Regions from separate parts of the Xenopus laevis genome. Here region 1 is linked to region 2. The links are chromatin contacts, called in public Hi-C maps. All regions are on one chromosome and are shown on one strand. The core of a region is the stretch at or near the end of the contact, and the rest is flanking DNA. Distances in the headings are between cores, read along the strand shown. Region 1 has its middle 46 kb from the start of fgf3.S. Region 2 holds the start of fgf19.S (fibroblast growth factor 19).

Region 1 (3,041 bases), core at 504-3,003, 150 kb after region 2:
GTCCCTTCCCTGAGACTATTATCCCACTGTTACTATAGGCACCATCTCTCCCTACTATACCTGCTATCCAACAGCTACAGTCCCTTCCCTGAGACTATTATCCCACTGTTACTATAGGCACCATCTCTCCCTACTATACCTGCTATCCCACAGTCACACTCCCTTCCCAGAGACTATTATCCCACTGTTACTATAGGCACCATCTCTCCCTACTATACCTGCTATCCCACAGTCACAGTCCCTTCCCAGAGACTATTATCCACTATTACTATGGGCGCCATCTCTCCCTACTATACCTGCTACCCCACAGTCACACTCCCTTCCCAGAGACTATTATCCACTGTTACTATAGGCACCATCTCTCCCTACTATACCTGCTATCCCACAGTCACACTCTATTCCCAGAGACTATTATCCCACTGTTACTATAGACACATCTCTCCCTACTATACCTGCTATCCCACAGTCACACTCCCTTCCCAGAGACTATTATCCACTGCTACTATAGGCACCATCTCTCCCTACTATACCTGCTATCCCACAGTCACACTCTATTCCCAGAGACTATTATCCACTGTTACTATAGACACCATCTCTCCCTACTATACCTGCTATCCCACAGTCACACTCCCTTCCCAGAGACTATTATCCCACTGTTACTATAGGCACCATCTCTCCCTACTATACCTGCTATCCCACAGTCACACTCTATTCCCAGAGACTATTATCCACTGTTACTATAGACACCATCTCTCCCTACTATACCTGCTATCCCACAGTCACACTCCCTTCCCAGAGACTATTATCCACTGTTACTATAGGCACCATCTCTCACTACTATACCTGCTATCCCACAGTCACACTCCCTTCCCAGAGACTATTATCCCACTGTTACTATAGACACATCTCTCCCTACTATACCTGCTATCCCACAGTCACACTCCCTTCCCAGAGACTATTATCCACTGCTACTATAGGCACCATCTCTCCCTACTATACCTGCTATCCCACAGCCACACTCCCTTCACACAGACTATTATATTGCTTACATAGGCAAAATGTGACTGTTTTGTATGTTCTTTAGCTTTTATTTCCCCTAACTACAGTTGCTGTTTTGAGGAGACTCACTATGTGTGGGGCCCAGGACATTCAGTTCTGCTTGGACCCTGATAAAGACAGCTCTGATTATGTACTTTAAGTATCACCAGGTATTTTGGCCACTGGTTCCCTAACTAATTAGTTTATTGCTTGTTCACAATCAGTAAATGAGAAATGGAGACTCCAGTCCCCAGGAGCTATTAGGTGGCTGTAAATACTGAGTCTTTGATCAGACAAACAGTTGACAGTGCTATGCCACCAGCCTTTCACAATGACAAAGCATCAGTGAATGAGACTTGCTGTAAAGGCACATCCCTACTTCATCTATTTGTCTATGAGAAAACACTTACCTGTGACTTATCCATAGCTCATTCAAGAGCATCAACCATAACTTTCCCCACCATAACCCCCCACCTGATCCTGCTACAGACCCATAGAAATGTTTACATGAACTACAAAGGAACTTTGTACTCATGCAACATTTAAAAAAACCTCTGAGAGAATTGGGGTTCCTCATTGTCTTACTTTTTTCACAAGTCTTTTAGGTCTTTCCTTCTCAAAAGGATTCCCAAAACAAACACGCACACACACACAAACAAAGCTAAAAAAAGAAGACAAAGAATGGAATGGGTTTCTGAAAGGATCTAAGCAAGCAAGACATGGATTCACACCCCCGTGTGCTGGGAGACTCTAGGGCAATGCACTTCGTGTATACTTGCTAATGACCGCCGAAGGAAAGCAAAAAATAAAACTCAAAAAGAAGGAAGCAACAAAACACTGTGAGCATATAATAACAATGGGACTGAGTAAAGCTATTCACAGATTTACTATGTATTTTGGCCATTGGTTATTCTGCACAGGGTCCTTATTGTCTTTATATCACATATATAAATGTGTGACTCCAGGGAGACAATGCCCTCTAGTGGCCAAATTTTTATGAAAAATAAAAATGGCAGATGCTTCCCAATGGATTAAGAAGGCGACATTTATAAAGGGATATTGAAGTTTATAATGTCTTTTCAGCCAGGGCTGGATTTCAGCCTTGGGCTCCCCTAGGCCACAGGGTCATAGCTCCAGAGAACTGGGAATTGCATGTACAGAATCCTTAGAATGCCGCTGGGCGACATGCCACCTCGAAAATCTTAACTCCCTAGGCCGGGGGCCTTTGTGGCTTCCTCACAAATCAAGGCCCGTCTTCAGCTTTAGGATTAAGTTTCAGCTTCTGCCTCATGCAAATACACCTCAATCAGAGTCACCAAAGCAAGTATCTCGTTGGTTGTTGGTTAATAGATGGAGCAAATTTTCTCTTTTTTGGCCTTTGATGTTTGCACCTATGCCAAGGCAGTAGCAGTTGCACAAGGAACCTGCAACTTTACACTTGGAATTGGCAAATGCCATCACCTTCTGCCATATGTCACAAACATGGATAAAACACTGATTGTATCCTGAAAATCCCTTCTGATGCCAATTTTGTTTCCAGACGTGGGCATCGGATTATCTAGCAGGCATAACCAAACAGACTGCTTTCTAACTGGCTTGGTCTGATCAGATTGGAAAGGGCACATGATAGGTAAAACAAACTGGATGTTGAGTAATCACTTGGATGGAGTAAGGGAGAAAGGGGATTTGTATAGATACACCCTCTGTGCCCTCTGGGTCTGTAGCTCTTCATAATAACCTTTGGCCTCCATAAGTAATAATGAGATATGCTATTATTTGCAATCGCCAGAGAGGTGGAATCGTGGGGTAGTTAAAGTCATTTAGACAAAGAATCTCCGCATGCTTTCAGGTTTCAAAAGATACGATCCTACCCATTTAGTATTCCTATTTCCTGACCTAATTTTAGGGCAGTGGTTGCTGGTTCAGGCTCCCCTTGGAGGTTCAACCTTTGTTGAGGCCCCCCCTACATTGATGTATCAGTAATTAAAGGAGGAGGAAAGGTA
Region 2 (3,178 bases), core at 461-2,960:
GAAGGTATGTACATTAGCTGAGGCTGAGCACTTTTCTATTTTAAAGAGACAGTGTCTTGACACAGCATAAAATGTCTTTCATGCACGACCTCTTCGAAGATACCATTGCTATGTGTGTTATTCCCACATGCTTTGTTCTTCTATCATTCATGCATGTCTGTATAAATAGAAGCACCAAGCACACCAGCACTTACCATTGCATAGAGTTTTCCCTCGGACCCCATGCACAGGTACAGAGAGGTTCGATAACCTTTAATGGCAACAATTCCAACTGCTATCGCTCTGATTTCCAGTACACCTGTGTTTGTAAAAATCAAAAATGCTTTAGGATTTGGCACAGAGCTGCGGACTTAGGTTCAATTCTTTTAATAATGTTATAAAATGGCGAATTCTAAACAACTTTTTAATGAGTCTTTATTATTTAATTTGTATATTTTTTGAGTTATTTGTCTTTTTCTTCTGACTCTTTCCAGCTTTGAAATGGGGGTCACTGACCCCATCTAAAAAACAAATGCTCTGCAAGGCTGCAAATGTATTGTTATTGCTACTTTTTATTACTCATATTTCTATTCAGGCCTTTCCTCTTCATTTTCCAGTCCCTTATTCAAATCGATGCATGGTTGCTAGGGTAATTTGGACCCTAGCACCCAGATTAATGAAATTGCAAACTGGAGAGCTGTTGAATACAAAGCTAAATAACTCAAAAGCCACAAATAATAAAAAAAATGAAAACCAATTGCATATTGTCTATGAATATCACTCTCTATATCATACTAAAAGTTAATCTAAGGGTAAGGGCACACGGGCAGATTCGGGGAGTTGCCTCGTGAGGCAACTTTGGAAAACGAAGTGCCGCGAGTGCCACCTTGCTGGCGATTTTCCTTCTAGCCGGCGGGAAGGTAGGGGAAGGCAGTTCTGGGAGATTGTCACCCCGAAGAAGAAGCGATTAGTCGCCAGGCGACTAAATCTCCCCAAATCTTCGCGTCTGCCCTTACCCTAAAGGAGAACAACCCCTTTAATAGGCTCCTGATAAAACTAACCTAGTGGGTCAAGGACTGATGTCTAATCTCTGTACAGCACTGTAGAATGTGTCCATGCTATATAAATAATAACGTTTCTCAGGATATTAGGCTAACTAGAAACAAATCGGAACTATGTTCATTTGACCCCAAAGAAAAGTATGTGATTTATTTTTAAATGTATAAAATTCTATGTTACACTTACTGTGCAGGCTTTGTTGTCTGTCACCATCGACTCTCCCATCCTCATGTATGCGGAGGTAATAGCTGTCGTGTCCAAACCTCCTGGCCGTATACAGGTGCCGAATTCTGATAGACTCCCCCCAGCCGTTTTGCACATGTGGCCCGGCATCAAAAAGTGGCAGACTTTCCGCCCCTCTCAGGAGATACAGCACAGCCACCATCATGGGAACCAAAATCCAAGACAGGGTATTCAACATCTTCCCAGGGTTGGAAATTGCAATTTGAGAGCTCTCACACACACACAAAGAGTCAGTAACACTAAAGTTGCTTGAGACAGACTGTCAGGCAATGCTTTTTTTTTTTTTTACCTAATTGCCTCGGGGCTGTAGTAAATACAAGCCAATCCCCAGCCTTTTATAGGACTCTTATCAGCTCCATAGATAAGGTCATACTATTTTCAATAAGTAGACCTTTCATAGTAGTCACAGACCTCCCCTTTCTATTATCATTACATCATCCTCACAGGTTACATACTTTGGTTTCTAGCTGCTTTAATCCCTTTTTTTCCCTTGTTACTAGTAAGGGCAGAGACAGACGAAAAGATTTGGGTAGATTAGTCCGCCGGCAACAAATCGCCTCTTCTTCTGGCGACTAATCTCCCGAACTGCCTCCCTGCCGACAAGAATCTAAGTCGCCGGCGGGATGGCACTCGGATCGCTTAGTTTTACGAAGTTACCTCGTGTGACAACTTTGGATGACTTAGGAAAACGTAGCGCTCCGCGTGCCATGCCGCCGGCAAGAATCTAAGTCGCAGGCGGGATCGCACTCGGAGCGATTCGTTTTTCTAAAGTCACCCGGAGTTTTCTCATGAGGCAACCTCGAGCGACTTCAGAAAATTTACAGACGATTTACATTCTAGCCGACGGGGAGGCAGTTTGGTGAGATTAGTCACCCGAAGAAGAGGCGATTTGTCGCCGGCCGAATCTCCCCAAATCTTCTTGTCTGCCTCTGCCCTAAAAACGTGTGTTGTATAACAATATATTTAATGTGCAGCTGTGTCTTATTCTTTTAAATCTGCATTCGGAAAATGTTTTTCAAAGACAAAATTTAAAAAATATCTATGTATACTTCATACTGGGAGAGGTATTATTGTCCTTTGTCCAAGTGAAGTAACTGAGACTTTTATAACAATGTGATATACCCCTGCCTGTGTGTCATCCTTTAAAGAGCTCCCATGCTTGTTATTAGTTCACTACACTGTTCTATGTACTAGGCTTTGCTTTGTCTCGCTGGAAGATCCTTTTTTTGGATTAGCAGACTGTGGGCCAGCAGATGGGGTTGGACTACAGTCCCCATCATCCTCTGGGGGGGAGGGTGTTAGAGTTGTTTAACAACTTTTGAAGAAATTCTAAACTGGCCTGCAGAAATGTTGAAATTTCCAGCATTAAAAATACTGTTGCTTTTAAAAAATACAACATGAAGGGGCAAATTCATCAAGGGTCGAATATCGAGGGTTAATTAACACTCGATATACGACTGGGAATGAAAATCCTTCGAGTTCGAAAATCGAAGTTGAAAGATTTTGCGCAAATACTGCGATCGAACGATCGAAGGAATAATCGTTTGATCGAACGATTAAATCCTTTGAATCGAACGATTTGAAGGATTTTAATCCAACGATCGAAGGATTATCCTTCGACCAAAAAAACCATTGGGTTTGGTAGCTTTTAGGTGGCGAACTAGGGGTTCGAAGTTTTTTCTTAAAGAGACAGTACTTCGACTATCGAATGGTCGAATAGTCGAACGATTTTAGTTCGAATCCTTCGATTCGAAGTCGAAGGTCGAAGTAGGCCATTTGATGGTCGAAGTAGCCAAAAAAACACTTCGAAATTCGAAGTTTTTCTTCTTCTATTCCTTCACTCGAAGTTAATGAATTGCCCCCGAAGTGTGTAGCCTGTGATTCCATTCTCTTCTTT

The links. A called contact is a pair of places that touch in the nucleus more often than the background predicts.
Region 1: a Hi-C map of the XTC cell line shows a contact between it and region 2, with 4 times the contacts expected there. The contact joins the enhancer-like site here to the promoter of fgf19.S in region 2. A contact is called at or near these places in 2 of 4 Hi-C or Micro-C datasets (the XL177 cell line and the XTC cell line).

Annotation. Positions count from the first base shown.
Region 1 is chr4S:15,056,793-15,059,833 of Xenopus_laevis_v10.1, forward strand. No RefSeq gene overlaps it. Among protein-coding and RNA genes, the nearest start is that of fgf3.S, 46 kb to the left of the region's middle. Within about 2 kb of position 1,754, at least 2 of the 7 cell types and tissues checked have an H3K27ac peak or open chromatin away from gene starts, as enhancers often do.
Region 2 is chr4S:14,910,040-14,913,217 of Xenopus_laevis_v10.1, forward strand. It overlaps fgf19.S (fibroblast growth factor 19), which reads right to left and starts at 1,711. Exons shown (of 3, transcript XM_018259913.2): 1 at 1,225-1,711; 2 at 195-298. The coding sequence starts at 1,459.